Regions from separate parts of the Mus musculus genome. Here region 1 is linked to region 2. The links are chromatin contacts, called in public Hi-C maps. All regions are on one chromosome and are shown on one strand. The core of a region is the stretch at or near the end of the contact, and the rest is flanking DNA. Distances in the headings are between cores, read along the strand shown.

What was found. A called contact is a pair of places that touch in the nucleus more often than the background predicts.
Region 1: a contact with region 2 is called in a Hi-C map of uterus, with 4 times the contacts expected there. The contact joins two enhancer-like sites. A contact is called at or near these places in 6 of 484 Hi-C or Micro-C datasets (embryonic stem cells, nephron progenitors and uterus), 2 of 115 datasets of contacts at active chromatin or transcription factors (astrocytes and embryonic limb bud) and 1 of 9 other capture datasets (embryonic stem cells).

Annotation. Positions count from the first base shown.
Region 1 is chr13:15,739,212-15,746,733 of GRCm38.p6, forward strand. No RefSeq gene overlaps it. Among named protein-coding and RNA genes, the nearest start is that of 4933412O06Rik, 60 kb to the right of the region's middle. Within about 2 kb of position 2,795, at least 101 of the 459 cell types and tissues checked have an H3K27ac peak or open chromatin away from gene starts, as enhancers often do. A contact at or near this core is called in uterus, where this site is marked.
Region 2 is chr13:15,206,674-15,214,327 of GRCm38.p6, forward strand. No RefSeq gene overlaps it. Among named protein-coding and RNA genes, the nearest start is that of Gm20043, 170 kb to the right of the region's middle. Within about 2 kb of position 6,203, at least 27 of the 459 cell types and tissues checked have an H3K27ac peak or open chromatin away from gene starts, as enhancers often do. A contact at or near this core is called in uterus, where this site is marked.

The DNA.
Region 1 (7,522 bases), core at 1,545-4,044, 530 kb after region 2:
CAGGTTACTATTATAGATATAGGTGAGTTGGTGATTTCCTTTGCTCCAACTCACAACCCACCCACAGCTCTTTCATACCTGCCTCCTGATTATTATTTGTCTTTAACCTACTTACAGGAGCCTCGCCTCTCATCACACCTCCATCTCCCTGCAAATTTTGCCTCTTGGTGTGGACAGCATCACCTTAGCTCTTTCTCACAGCCCGTCTTAGCCTCTTCTATTCCATCTGTGTTATATGCCACCTACCAAACTACAGAAGCACTATCTAAAAGGAAATCCATAGCCACCATACTACTAAAATTGAAGGAAGAGAACACCCAACAAAGATAAGACTAGATATCAACACATAAAAAGCATATCATTCATAACTCTAGATGCCTAGACACCAATGCAAAAATGCAAACATTAACAGACAAGACAATATATTTCCACCAGAAACAGTAACCCTTGGTCCCAAGAGACCTGCAAGACACAGTGAGGAGACTGGGCTGATGAAAAGAGAGATTAAAAAAATGAAGAGGAAACGTAAAGAGGTCAATGTGGTTAGAGACAACATCTGAGTCAAGGAATTTATTGACCAAGTTACTGGGCACTATGGGAGATGTCTTACTTTCAGTGTGATGGCTAAAAAGAGGAATCAGACCAGAAAATTGAATGACAAATGATTCAAAGATGAATTTAGTGACTTTTTCCAAAGATGCCACATTTCTTTCCACATAGGATGCTACCCAATGATCAGATGTTACTCCATCTTCCCAATGTGAAGAGAAGGCACTGCCAAGTTCATTGTCAGGAGATGAAAGCACAAAGCTCCAAAACAAGCAAACAAATGAAAAGACAACAACCAAAACATGTTATAATCTGAATAGTTACCAAAGTGAAGAAATGCATACCCCGCAGCTTTGACATGGATTATGTTCTAAGGAGGAGAAAAGTGGGTTTTCTTATGCTTTTTATGTTCCTTTCTCCAGTTCCTTCACTCATTGATTCTTCCCTTCCTTTTCTCTATCCTCTTCTCTCCTACAAGAGACTTAACTTTGTTAATTAGTCACTATAAAAAGAGCAGAAGAAGGCCGGGCATGGTGGCACATGCCTTTAATCCCAGCACTTGGGAGGCAGAGGCAGGTGGATTTCTGAGTTTGAGGCCAGCCTGGTCTACAGAGTGAGTTCCAGGACATCCAGGACTACACAGAGAAACCCTGTCTCAAAAAACAAAATACAAAACAAAACAAAAAAAGAGCAGAAGAAAGGCAAAAGTTGGTGTGAAAGCAAGCGGGAAATACATTAGACCTACCTGCATCCCTGAGATAGATGTGCCAGGTAAATGTAGTTGAGTCACGGGTGCACAGACAGCTTTGTCTTGTGAAGACAGAAAGCATGCAATGTATCAGGAAGGCCACTACTGAACTTGAACTGTGACTTTGGAATAAACAAAAAGTGAGGGTAAGACTGAAATAGGAGAAACACAAGAAACAGAGGGTCTCATTAACACGATTTGGCTTGGTTTTGTTATCCCTTTGGGGGAAATGTTTACAATAGCACCAGTAGTGATGGTAGATGGCCAGTAATGGGGTGCTGGAGAGGAACTGATGGGTATCAGAGAGAAGAGGGTACACTTGGCTCCTTCAAGCTGAGTTCTTCCCTGTAGAAGGAAACAGGATAGCAGGTAGGAAGGGCACCCAGATATGCAGCCTCCCTTCCACTGCCTGCAGCCTTGGTACCTGGAAAGCAGAAACATGATAACACTAGGAAGAACCAGGGTCAGAGACAGGACTTTTCTCCACTATTGTTGTCTGCAAGAAACTTCTGCATGTAATTCTTCTACTGCCTGTAAGTTGTTTCTCTCCCATTGCAAGGATACAGTTTCCTCATTGCTTGTTCTGTTTCCTATCCTGCCACAGTTCTGTGCAGCTCAGCTAACCCTTCTTTCTGTGTCTTTTTTTTTTTTTTTTCACTTACTGAGAAGGCTGTATGAGTATCTGAAGTGAGAGGTGGTCTGGCCAGTGAGCTAACCACGTAGGCAAAGAGCAGCACAGAGCCAGCCTCGCTTATTGGCCTTGCTTGGGACATGAGGCTGGCTTCTATTTTTCTTTTTTTAAAATACTGACCAAGGTGACATTTTGGGCCTGGGAGGATAATTCTCACACTGCTTAGACCTAATGAGACCTCCTTCTCAACCTCCAGCTAAAGAAAGATTCACAACTAAAAGCTAAAATTTCATTGAATCTCTGCTTTGAAAAGGGCCCAGGCTTACAATGTGTACTTCTAATGCAGGAGTAAAGGGTATATCTCAGTAGTGGTGGCCCTCTTGGTCATCAGTTTCCAGGCCATTAAAATAAAAGTCCTATATAAGCATTTAGCTGTACATTTAGCCCAGCGTGCCACTCCTGTTTGTGCTAAGGCCATGCTAATTGAAGAGCTAACAAAACAGACCTTTCCATGGTCATTAATGAGGAGAGGTGGGAACCTTGTCTGTGCTCTTTTCTTGTCTACATCTGGGACCCTTTGCCTGTAGGAGGGGCAGGGAGAACACTTTCCCCAGGAGCAGCCTGCATGGTCCAGCTTGAATACTCCCTGCTTCTGGATTAGCACTCTTCCCCTGCAGCTGGGAAACCTCCTGTACTCAGAAATTCCAGGGGCCCCAACATGATCCAGGCTCAGAAATTGGGCCTCAGCCCCTTACTGTTGGCAGGCACAAGGCTCCAACCCTCCGGGGCTTGTAGGAGCCAAATGCACTGTGGAGGTGTGATTCACTGAGTTCCCAGAGGAATGGTACACAGCCAGCTGGCAGGGAATTACTGAATGTCCAGGCCAAGGAATTCCATTGCTGTTAGCTGGAAACAAGCAGCCAGCTACCTCCCTTCTCTTGCTTGCTGGCTGAAGCATGGAGCTGGAGATAAGCCAGGGATCTTGGGAGAGGGGAAGAAAAGGGGGGGGGGTCTAAGCTGCTTGTGGCCAAGATAAGTCTGTGGCTGGGGTCCTCAGCTGAGTTAAGTCAAGAAATATTTTTATTTTCATTTGAACATGATTCTTATACTCACAAATATTTACCCAAATCATACTTGGATATACTGCCCAAAAGAGATTTTTTAAAAATAAGCAGCAAATGGGAGACAAGAAAAATAATATCTATGCCATAGCTCAGGAAGAGTCTATATTCTGAATAAGAGATTTCCTCCCCTGTACCTTGGATGCTCTGGGGTCTCTAGGAGTGATGCTACTGGTCTATTGCCTAGCCATTCTCAATTCCTTAACTCTTAACAGACTATGGTGTCCAGGAAGCCAGGTCCCCTGACACTTCCCATTTGACCCGCATCCTTCTAAACATGAGATCATGGAACATCGTGATAAACTTTTCACTTCAAGTTTAAACAAAGAATGAAAACCAAAACCCTACTCAAGCAGCTTCTCCTTCAAGTTTAAATCACTTGAATTGGGGAAATAGTTAAGATCTTTTTCACCTGCCCTTGCCCCATCTGCGTGTCAGTAACAAACACCTTCTACAACACATCCTCATAGCACAGGACAAAGAGTACTACACTGGTCCACAGCACTGAAGGTAAGTAGCAAACTTCCCATTCTGTTGCCTTGATCCAGGCTTTCTTCACTTACTGTGAAGTTTTGAGCAGTTTAATATCTCTTTGCACAATTCTACCAGAGCATCTGACAGCCCCCAGCATGCTGATGACACCAACGAGTTTGAAATGCATTCTGAGGCTGTTCTAAATCAAGTAGATTTAACACAGAGCCAAAGCTAAGGTTTTAAAAACAAGCTGACTCTAATGTAGCCTTGCCAACCACGTGCACTAAAATCCTAGCTTCATTTAGTCACAGAGTTTTTCGTATAAGAAAGAATGCAAAACAGATTAAAGGGAGGTTTGGTCTGTTACTGTATCTCGGATGTCAGCCCCAACTGTTGATGTTACACAACTCACTTCCAGTACTAATCATCTGGGGAATTGCACGAGTGGGACCTCAGAAACGAAGACTGCCGGAAATTCAGATGGAGGCCACAACTTTAGACCATTGATGGTTCTGAAAAGGTGAAAATGCAGGAGTTTCGATGACCTTGTAGGGTTAATAGTTACTAAGTTTATTCACAGAACTTAGAACAGCACCATCCTTATGTTTAATTTTATTATAAAGACTACAGCCAAGGACCAGAGTGGGGTGACACATAGGCCAAGGTATGCAAAAACCCTCTCCCCGTAAAGTCAAATGTGTACCTGAGGGCACATTAGTGTGTCCACCAACTAACGAGCTTCACTGAGTTTTGTTTTACAGATGTTTAATGCAGGTTTTTTTTTTAATTTAAGCAAAACTTATTAAATCATTCGCCACCTGATCTAATGAAGTTGACCGACTGTTCCTGCCTTCCTGCAGAAATAAAGCCAACTCACTGTATTAACCCTCGAAGCACAAGCATGGTTTTTTTGGTAGCCAACCCCTATTATGACACTTTTTTTTTTCATGAAATAATATCATTGGTATGAACTCAGATGTGATTCTATAGTCTTTAAATAGTAAATGTAGTCCTGTTGCTGGGATAGTAGTACAGACAACAGCTTCATTCTACAGGTGGGAATTCCTTTTTTTCTTGGAAACCAAGAGGTTCAGAACAAAGACCAAGATGTGCCTGGAACTCTGAGATCCCAGGTCTCTGGTAAAGCCTTGATGGAGGCTGACATTTGGACACAGTATCAACACCACCAATAGCTAAATATAAGACATACACATGCTGAAGCATCGAAGTTTTTTCGAGGACTCATAATTGTAGATACAAAATGCTTATCCCTGAAATGATAAGAAGTGCACAATGGAAATTAGGATTTCCCCCCCACACACACACACACTCGGTCAATATTTATTTAATTACAGATTGTTTTGTTTCAAGGCCTCTTAGATCTTCCTATTATTTCCTACTTCCCTCTTGAAAATTTAGATGGAAACCCCACCTCCTCAAATCTCACTGATGGTTTAACACTGTGAAGTTACCTGTATTCACTTTCTTTTTGTTGATACTGATGAATTAAGGGTAATTTAGAATTTCAATGGATCCTTTATTCAATTTAACTTTCCCAAGTTGCTTTTCTAAGACATTTCCCCTCCTATTCCAATCTGTAGCTCCATGCAGTCAGTACAAAGTTAAGACATCCCCCTTTCCCTCCTTCATAGTTCTTGAGACCCTAAAGGCAAGCATGTGACCCTTAAAAGGCTAATTTGAATCAAATTAGAGCCACTGGGACTATCTATTTGATGCATCTTCATTCCCTCTTCTAAAACTTAGTTCAGATCCCTAATAAAATATATGCCAAGGCAGAGGGAGAAAATATGTAGATATTGGTGGAAAGTTTTAATTCTCATATTTAGCAGGTAACCTTAACTTATTCCAGCCACTGGAATACAAAAATTCATATAAAATTATAAAGTGCAACAAAGACAAGGATCCACTATTATAACTACGGAGTTTTACGTCCTTCTCTTAATGTGGCATTTGGGGCTAGATTTTTATTTTATTTTATTTTATTTTTATTAGATATTTTCTTTATTTACATTTCAAATGTTATCACCTTTCCTAGTTTCCCTTCCCCAAACCCCCTAATCCTCTCCCCTCTTCCCCTGCTCCCCAACCCTCCCACTCCTGCTTCCTGGCCCAGGCATTCCCCTATACTGGGGCATAGAACCTTCACAGGACCAAGGGCCTCTCCTCCCATTGATGACTGACTAGGCCATCCTCTGCTACATATGCAGCTAGAGCCCCGAGTCCCTTCGTGTGTTTTCTTTGGTTGGTGGTTTAGTCCTGGGAAGATCTGGGGTTACTGGTTAATTCATATTGTTGTTCTTCCCAGGGAGCTGCAAACTCCTTCAGCTCCTTGGGTACTTTCTCTAGCTCTTTCATTGGGGACCCTGTGCTCCGTCTAATGGATGGCTGTGAGCATCCACTTCTGTATTAGTCAGGCACTAGCAGAGCCTCTCAGGAGACAGCTCTATCAGGCTCCTGTCAGCAAGCTCTTGTTGGCATCTGCAGTAGTATCTGGGTTTGGTGGTTGTTTATGGGATGGATCCCCAGATGGGGCAGTTTCTGGAAGGTCATTGCTTCAGTCTCTGCTCTAAACTTTGTCTCTGTAACTCCTTCTATGGGTATTTTGTTCCCCCTTCTAAGAAGGATCGAAGTGTCCACACTTTGGTCTTCCTTCTTCTTGAGTTTCATGTGGTCTGTGAATTGTATCTTGGGTATTCTGAGCTTCTGAGCTAATATCCACTTATCAGTGAGTGCATGCAATGTTAATTCACTCAGGATGATATTTTTAGTTCCATCCATTTGCCTATGAATTTCATGAGTTCGTTGTTTTTAATAGCTGAGTAGTACTCCATTTTGTAAATGTACCACATTTTCTGTATCCATTCCTCTGTTGAAGGACATCTGGTTTCTTTCTAGCTTCTGGCTACTATAAATATGGCTGCTGTGAACATAGTAGAGCATGTGTCTTTATTACATGTTGGAGTATCTTCTGGGTGTATGTCCAGGAGTAGTATAGCTGGGTTCTTGTTTGTTTGTTTGTTTGTTTGTTTGTTTTTCAAGACAGGGTTTCTCTGTATAGCCCTGGCTGTCCTGGAACTCACTTTGTAGACCAGGCTGTCCTCAAACTCAGAAATCCCCCTGCCTCTGCCTCCTGAGTGCTGGGATTAAAGGCATGTGCAACCACGGCCGGCTTTTTTTTTTTTTAAAGATTTATTTATTAATTATATGTAAGTACACTGTAGCTGTCTTCAGACACCCCAGAAAAGGGCATCAGATCTCATTATGGATGGTTGTGAGCCACCATATGGTTGCTGGGATTTGAACTCAGGATCTTCAGAAGAGCAGTCAGTGCTCTTAACTGCTGAGCCATCTCTCCAGCCCCTGTATAGCTGGGTTCTTAAGTAGTACTATGTCCAATTTTCTGAAGAACTACCAGACTGATTTCCAGAGTGCTTGTAACAGCTTGTAATCCCACCAGCAATGGAAAAGTGTTCCTCTTTCTCCACATCCTCGCCAGCATCTGCTGTCACCTGAATTTTTTATCCTAGCCATTTTGACTGGTGTGTGGTGGAATCTCAGGGTTGTTTTGATTTGCATTTCCCTAATGATTAAGAATGTTGAATATTTTTTAGGTGCTTCTCAGCCATTCGGTATTCCTCAGGTGAGAATTCTTTGTTTAGCTCTGTACCCCATTTTTTAATAGGGTTATTTGGTTTTCTGGAGTCCAACTTCTTGAGTTCTTTATATATATTGGATACTGGGGCTAGACTTTTATAATGAAAATCATAAAGTTGTATCTATGTTTAGCTACATGTTTATAAAAATATTTACTTTATGGACCTGTGATATTGTCCTGTTTTTTGGTGGTGCTACCCATTTAGCTACTAAAATTTCTTAAGGGATTCTATTTTATAAACTTAGAAAGAAATAAGCACTTATATAAATATTCCTACATGAATATAGAGGAACTGTGCCGGCTAGTTTTATGTCAACTCGACA
Region 2 (7,654 bases), core at 4,953-7,452:
CTAGCCCAAAGTTCCAAAGCCTTCCACATTCCTCCAAATGTCTACCATGAAAAAATAGCCTACACCCTGATATATTAGTTACTTTTCTAATACAGTACTAAAATATCATGACAAAACAATTTGTAAAAGGATTTGTTTGAGTTTATGGTCTCAGAGGGTTAGAGACCATGGTAGTTGTACAGAAGCATGATAGCAGGAACCGGAGGCTGAGGACTCACATCCTGATCTGTAAGCATGGAGCAGAGAACAACTAGAAGTGGGCAACAAGTCTTTAAATTCTCAAAGCATGCCCCAATCTCTGTACTTCCTCCAACAAGGTGACACTTCAGAAACCTTCTCAAACAGTGGCACCAACTAGGGACCAAGTATTCAAATGTCCAGTAATACCCGAGACATTTACCATTTAAAACACCACAAGATGTCAGCCTCATTAGAAGGGAGAAAGCAAGAAAGAGAAGGGAAGAATAGCTCAAACTTGTCTAAGTGGTGATTTACTTTATCGTCACAGACACTATCTAGGTTACCAGTCACAAGTCAAGTCTACAAGTCCTGGAGTCCACAGGAAAAACTTAACCTGAATCTCGGACTCCATTTAACTTAGCATAAAGCTCATTACCCCTTGATACTAATCCCTAGTTCTGTACCTGCTGTCTTAATGAGGTCTTAGTCATTAGTTCATCCTCACATGTGCCAAGAGCCACACCCATGATCATAAGCCCAGAGACTACAGGTTTGTTACCTGGAGACCTGTGCCAAGCTCCACCTTCAGTCTTGTCTGCTCCAGAACCCTGGGGCTAGAGCTGCTACAATGTCCCTATTTCAGGCTTTGTTTGGTAGAGTTACAAAAATAATTATATAAACAAAATCAAGTCAGTTCTCAGCAATCCTAAGAGGATCAGAAAAATGATCTTGGGCTTCAATGTTGCAGCATGGCTCAGAATTAAGCTCTGAGATAAGCCAGGATCTTCTAGCCAAAGGGCCTAAGGCAACAAGTACATTATAAACCGTCAAATAGATGTTTAATGAGTGAAGTTTGTTATACTCCATGTCACGGGCCATTGTCCCTACCATGTAGTGGTGACCCAACAAGTGGGCTGGGCTGATGCCTCACCCTTGTGTGTGCTATGATATGTTTTCCATGTTCTCTAGAACAGATTTCTCCTTAAACTGTTGGCAATTGTGTTAAGGTCCTGAGAAGCTCTTCTCTTATCTTGGAAACTGGTTCTCCTTCTGTCTGCTCCCAACCCAACTGAAGGAGATTAGCTTAAGCCAGGATCAGCACACATGCTCCTTAAGAGCTAAAGAGTAAGCATCCTGGGCTTTGGGAAATATGCAGCCTTCTCAGTTATGCCCTTGTAGCCTAAAAAATGTAAATCCAAATGTTCTCTTAGTTATAGCCAGCTCATAGAACCCTCTGGAAAGCAGAGGAAGACAGATGCCAGTTGCCAGAAAGTGTTGGGCTCAACTACCACTCCTGGAGGTGGCAGGGATGATAATAATGCATATATAATGCACTATATATCATATATAATGCATATTATCATCACATAGAATGATGATAATCAAGCAGTCAAACTCCATAGTAAAGAGCAGGTATGGTCATAGCCCAGTGCGCAACAAAGCACTAACAAGCAATTGAGACAGGGATCTAGATTTGACCTAGGGCCAGAGAACCAATTCCTAGTATATCAGTCAAAGAGAAAAGAGCTAATGACATCTATTGCCTACCTGTTCAGCCTTAGGCAAACTGCCTTCTAAGATTTCTATCTGCTCCGTGCTCTCCTTAGATATAACTAGAAAGCTGAAAAGGTTTCTATGCATCATCCCTGCCACCTCCAAGAGTAGCAGTTGAGCCCAACACTCCCTGGCAACTGGCAGCTGTCTTCCTCTGCTTTCCAGAGGGTTCTATGAGCTGGCTATAACTAAAAGCACACTTACATTTACATTTTTTATTGGTGCCTGTCCTGACTGAATTTATCCAGTGCTTCTGGACTTCTCCCTCACTCTACTTCTGGCTAAGCCACTTGGTCCCAGTGTTCCTCAAGCCTCCTGGACCCTTTACAAAAGCCTGGGCCAGTGAAAAGGGCTAGATTACTTATGCTATCATATTTCAAGTTAGTGTTTCCTGATGGTGTTCTGGAGGCTACTTATTCTATGGGTCGGTAACTGTTTGCAAAAGTGCAAAGTTTCTATGGTCAAATATTTTGGAGGATCTCAAAGATAAAGACAGTTTGAAATATTCTTTCTTCTAGGACTTCTCTGGATCTTTAATAAGCTCTTATACATTGTTTGTCTTCAGGAGAGAAGTCAAAGCATTCTTTAGCCACTCCAAAATTGTGTTTACTACAAAGCAGCTTTTGAAGGCCATCACATACTAACAAGAATGTAAGAAACATGAGCAGGAAATTCAATTTAGGACCAATGAATGGCAGTAATCACACGCTCTGAGTTGATCCACTGCGAACATTAACCTTGTGTATGTGTTAGAGAAATCTTTAAATTCCTTCTTGTTTGCTGTCTGTGTGTTCATATACTACATTAGTATGGTGGGCCCTGCCTGGCTGGCTTTAGAAGGTGACTTTTCTAAGCATAAGGCCCTCCAATAACTCTGCCAGGCAGAGCAGCTGGATCTACAACAATCTCCTAGTTAGTGAAATACAATGCCCTTCCTTCCTGAAGCCTCTGATCCCCCCAAGTCAATCAAGTTCTTTTTCCTCTGTGACTCTTAAAAGAAGTTCAAAGTGGCCTACAATTCATGTCAAATAGACTGGCCTGCAGCTTCCTAGTTTGTCCCCATGGGCTCCTTTATAAAACCATGGCTTTATTGGTCTTAGGCATCCTATGTCCTCAGGGGGCCTCTGCTGAACTCCATGAACTTATTTAAACTTCCCAGGGGCTTCTCCTGTTTCCCTCCACCTCTTTCCCTGAGCCCAGAACCTGGTGGGATTGACCTGAGGAGGCATTGTGGAAATGCTAAATCTTTCCAGCAATTCCCATCTTGCTGTTTGCATTCCTCTTCCTCCATCTGTGTCCACACAGCCTCTGCCCCTTCTCTGGCTGATCTGGTGGGATGGAGCATCTTACTTTACCCCAACAAGAATCCATGCTAAGACTCTGACTCCCAAACAATCCTACTGGTGCTGTCTTCATTGACAAAGGACTTCTCTTCTTCTCGTCATTGTAAATCAGAGGGGAAAACACTTGCAATCAAACAATGCCTGGGAAGAAGCTTCAAGTCTCCTTATAAAAGGTGTTACATATTATTATTTCTTCAAACAAGGGCAATAATAGCCTGTTGCTTCATCTAATTCTTCTGAGTGGGCTCAGGCTCTGTAATTACCTGGGTTATAGGACACTTGCTTAGAAGGCTGCATCTGAAGGTTATAGGGGTCACATGGTCCTGATAGAGTTTCATGTCTTGTGACCTCAGACAAATGTGCTACAAGGCCCACATGGGGGTTGGGAAAGGCTAAGGTAGGGGATTTTTTGATATGTGGAAATTGATTTTAATAGAAGGACCTACAGACCTCCGAGGCAAGTTCAAACCATGTCCCAGGTACCCATGTGAAGCTGTCTTTCCTAACCAGGGTCTGAGGCTCCAGAAAGAAACTCTGAGAGAGCAGGAGGAGTTCTCCCTAATGTGGACTTGAGGTTACCTTCTAGTTCAATGTTCTTCATTTCTCTTCAGTCCACTAATTTTCAAAATAAGAGGGTAGAGAAAGCCTACCATGTCTAGAACTTTCTTCTGGGCTTGGGATATAGAGGATGTCTTATGACCAAGAAGCCAGCAGAACACCAACTAAGACCAGGTCCAAGGGCATCAGGCCCCATTTCATTCAGATCTGCTCCACTCAAGCACTTGTGGCTTGCCATAAGATTTGACTGGAAGAATTTTCTTTTCTATGAAAACAATCCGGTTAAAATGCCTGTCCTAAGATCTTTTCCTATAATGCCCTTCATCCAACTGTCTGCGAAATTGTTAGGATGTTTATGGAAAAATAAGAATTCCTGTTTTTTAATCTTGTCACCTTGGGAATTAGAGTTACATCTTTCAATTTGGTTGCCAAATGTATCTGTCAGAAGTTTCTCCATTCTATTTTTCTCAGGCTTTTCCTTCACACACATCACTACCACCACCACCACCACACACACCTCACAGGTATGCCTTGAGTCAATTTCTACTAGCCTAATAATATAGGTGCTGACATCTTGCCCAACATGAAAGCCAGAAATCACTGGCCTTTTATACCCAATGCCCAGTGCCTTAAGCCTGCATCCCTTTCAAAGGGTCTTCCTGCAGACACTTGGCCAGGACCTTCTATTTTTGTACTTTTCCAGGGCTCCTGTGGATCCATACCTTGGCTTCTAAAGAAAAGCACAGCACAAGGACCCATTTCGTGCTTCCATTGTTGTTGTTGTTGTTGTTGTGGTGGTGGTGGTGGTGGTGAAAAGGTCAGTTCAGGACATTTTGAAAATTACACCAGAGCCTTCTCCATCAGAAGGGGAAGGCAGGAATTAACATTCCGCAGGATGGACTTGCAGGTGGGGGAGGCCTAGACCAGGTAAACACATTCTGCAGGACAGACTCTGTACCTCATTCCCCAGAGACCAATCAATTTAAACGTCACACTGTTCTGCCAATCACATTGTGCCTAGTGGCTGCTGCTCTGAAAAACTGTATAAAGACTGACCAAATGGGCTGGAGGCGGGCAGGGTTCGCCATCTCTTCTTCATGATAGGATGGCCCCAACACATTGGAACAATAATTTCCTCTTGCTTTTTGCATCAATTCCTGCTCCGTGTGCTTCACTCAGGGGGTCCCTCAATAAGCTAAGGCTCACCAGAGTCTTACAGTTGTTGTTGGTTCCCCAGTCTTCCTCCCATTTTACTTTTACCATGCACCAGTATTCCTACAAACTCTGACCAGACCCTTCCATGCCTTTCTTCCTGGGCCTCCAAGAGCAGGGTTGTCCACCTCCTACCATGCTAGTATCTGTGCACCTCTACCAGTCTGAACTATCTGGGTCTGTCAAAACCTTACAAAGTACTTGTGACCCTTCCCAGCCCTCCCTGCAGACTCAGCAGGGCAGGCAGCACCGATGACCTTTGAAATCACGTTCTTTACAAGGACAAGGAGAGAGCTGAGCTGTGTTTCCAAGGAAGCTCCTAGGTTAGCAGACGCTGCCCTGCACCGCAGCAGGCACCAGAGTTCCTGTCACCACTGGAAGAATTCTCTGGCTATGTGATCTTTGGTTCCAGCCTTTCTAGTGAGGTTCCAGATCAGCCCCATATATGCTTTTATTGCCCTCAGTGGCCCCCAGCCCTCATCTGAGTCACTTGGCAGTATTTCCAGTGGATAGCTTGGTCAGCTCAGAGGGGCTACACACATGGGTGGAAGGACACAGGTTACCTCATGGTTAATGTTTCTAAGAGAAATGGTTTCCTGAACAGTATTCTCCTCCTGCCCTACCTCCTGGCTAAAATATTAACACTCCCCAACCTCAACACTTCATCCTCACTGTCCTCTACTGCCACAGTCAACAGGCACTGGGAAAACCACATTCCTTGCCGTGCATCATTCTAGACTTTGTACAGTTCCTGGGTTTTTAAGTCACTCCTCACCCTCGATGATTCCTTCCTTGCCTTCGTCTCAGCTTCAGGGTTCATGTGTATGTCCACCCAGATGAGGGCTCTGCAGGCAGTACTTTCCTTCTGGTTCCCTTTCTCCAGCAGGGCCAACCACGGCTCACAGCAGTAGAGTCAGCAGCATCTGGCTTGGGTTGGTCTGTGCATATCTGGAATCCAAACAGTTTAAAGAGTTATGGCTCCAGGAACTGTGGATGGCAACGTTTTCTATTATTAACAGTTCCAACTTTCCCATCTGGCTGTTTTCAGAGTGAAAGCTGGAGATTACTGTCAGCATTAATTACAATCAGGTGCACTTTTCTTCTACTCCATGTTGTCCTGACTGCTTCTCACACAGCAAGAAATCCTTAAAATGCATGTGCCTTGAAATGTAGCGCATAAATCCTGCTGCTGGTGAGAGCAGCTGTCAGCCCCCTGAGCTCTTTCTGGACTTGGGTGAGCCTCCCCAAGGTCACGAACACTTCCTCAGGTGGAGAGGTCCACTGGAGTCCTTGGCGCTCCACCACAGGAAATGTCAAGAGAATTGGTAACTTTGTGAGATTTCTGGCACTTCCTGCTTCCAGTCTCACCAGAGCTACTTCGCAGCATGTTGTGTGGAATGTCTGCCTTCAGGATCCCAGCTGAATCAGAAGGCAAGGTCACAAAAACAAAACAAAACAAAACAAAACACCCCCACAAAACACATACAAACAAAAATGTTCGCTCCCGCCTTGGGCATCACAGTCCTACCTGCTTGTCGACTCTTTTCATCCAGCTTCTCCTGTATATTTCTAGTCAGTGTATGAAAATAACTCGATTTTGAAGTCACTCTTTCCCGTCATGTCCTTATATGCCTATTCACATGCTTGTTGCTATGTTCTCTGGCAATTTCTTTTTATTACTCTCATTATTTTTCTCCTCAGACTCTATGAACCTGAATCCACACAACAGGAACGTTATGCTTTTGTAAAAACATCTGAATTTAATTCTGATTCCCCATTATAGGGTTTTATTTATTCCTTTGTAATGGCTGTGATAGTAAAGGCGTGTCTCTCCCGTTGCTGAGGGACTCTGGGCAAGTTTCCTTGCTGTATTATAGATCTTCACTGTCCCCCACAAGATCTGTGTAGTGATGGCTTGTCCCCCAGATGGTAGAACATTCAAATGTTGGAGCCTAGTGAAAGATCACTAGGGATCACTTCAGAAGCAGCTTATGCCCCTATCTCCTTCTTTGATCATTGGCCACAAGGTAAGCAGTTTCCCTGCCAACAACTAATAATAGAGGCAGTTAATAGAGGACCATGATTCAAAACAACTGTTCTCTTTTAGAATTGGTAGTTCCAGTATTCTCTTGTAGTGATGGACAGGCTGCTTAAACCTGCTGAACTTATTAAGATCTGCAAACTAGAGTTGCTAGATATTCACAAAGTAGCTGAGATGGCTTAGACAAGAAATGACAAGGTTGTAGGTATGAGAGGCTGTTTGGGAGCATGTTGCATGATTTGGGCTGTTAGAAGAAGGATCAATTCTATTAATATTGTCCATAGGGATTTTTTTCTTAAAGGGAGAAGGAGAGATTACTATTGTATACTACATATATGGAAGTGGTGTGTGAACTCTATGCTTTTGATTCTGTTATCTTTACGGAAACCTGATCTTCATAGGCCTTTCCTGTTATCTGCAGCTCATGCACCTGTGTTCCATCCCCCACCTTCCTGAGGCATACCACTCACAAAATAGTGAACTTGGTGGGGCTGAGGGTAATAAGGACCATCTTGTAAGATCTACACAGGACTTGCTTCCTCAATGAGACAGAGCAGAAGAATTTATCACAACCACATTGGTTGTGCTGCTAACTCAGTCCAGGTCATGACTTGCTTGACTTCACCAGGTTGTGTTGCTTGCCGGTGTGAGTTCTGTTCTGATACCTCTTCTGCCCATTCTACCTGCCGCTGGCTGCGATACTGTGCCTCCTGCACCCCTGACACAGTGCATCTTAGCCATGGCTCTGTCGAACTACTACAGCTAC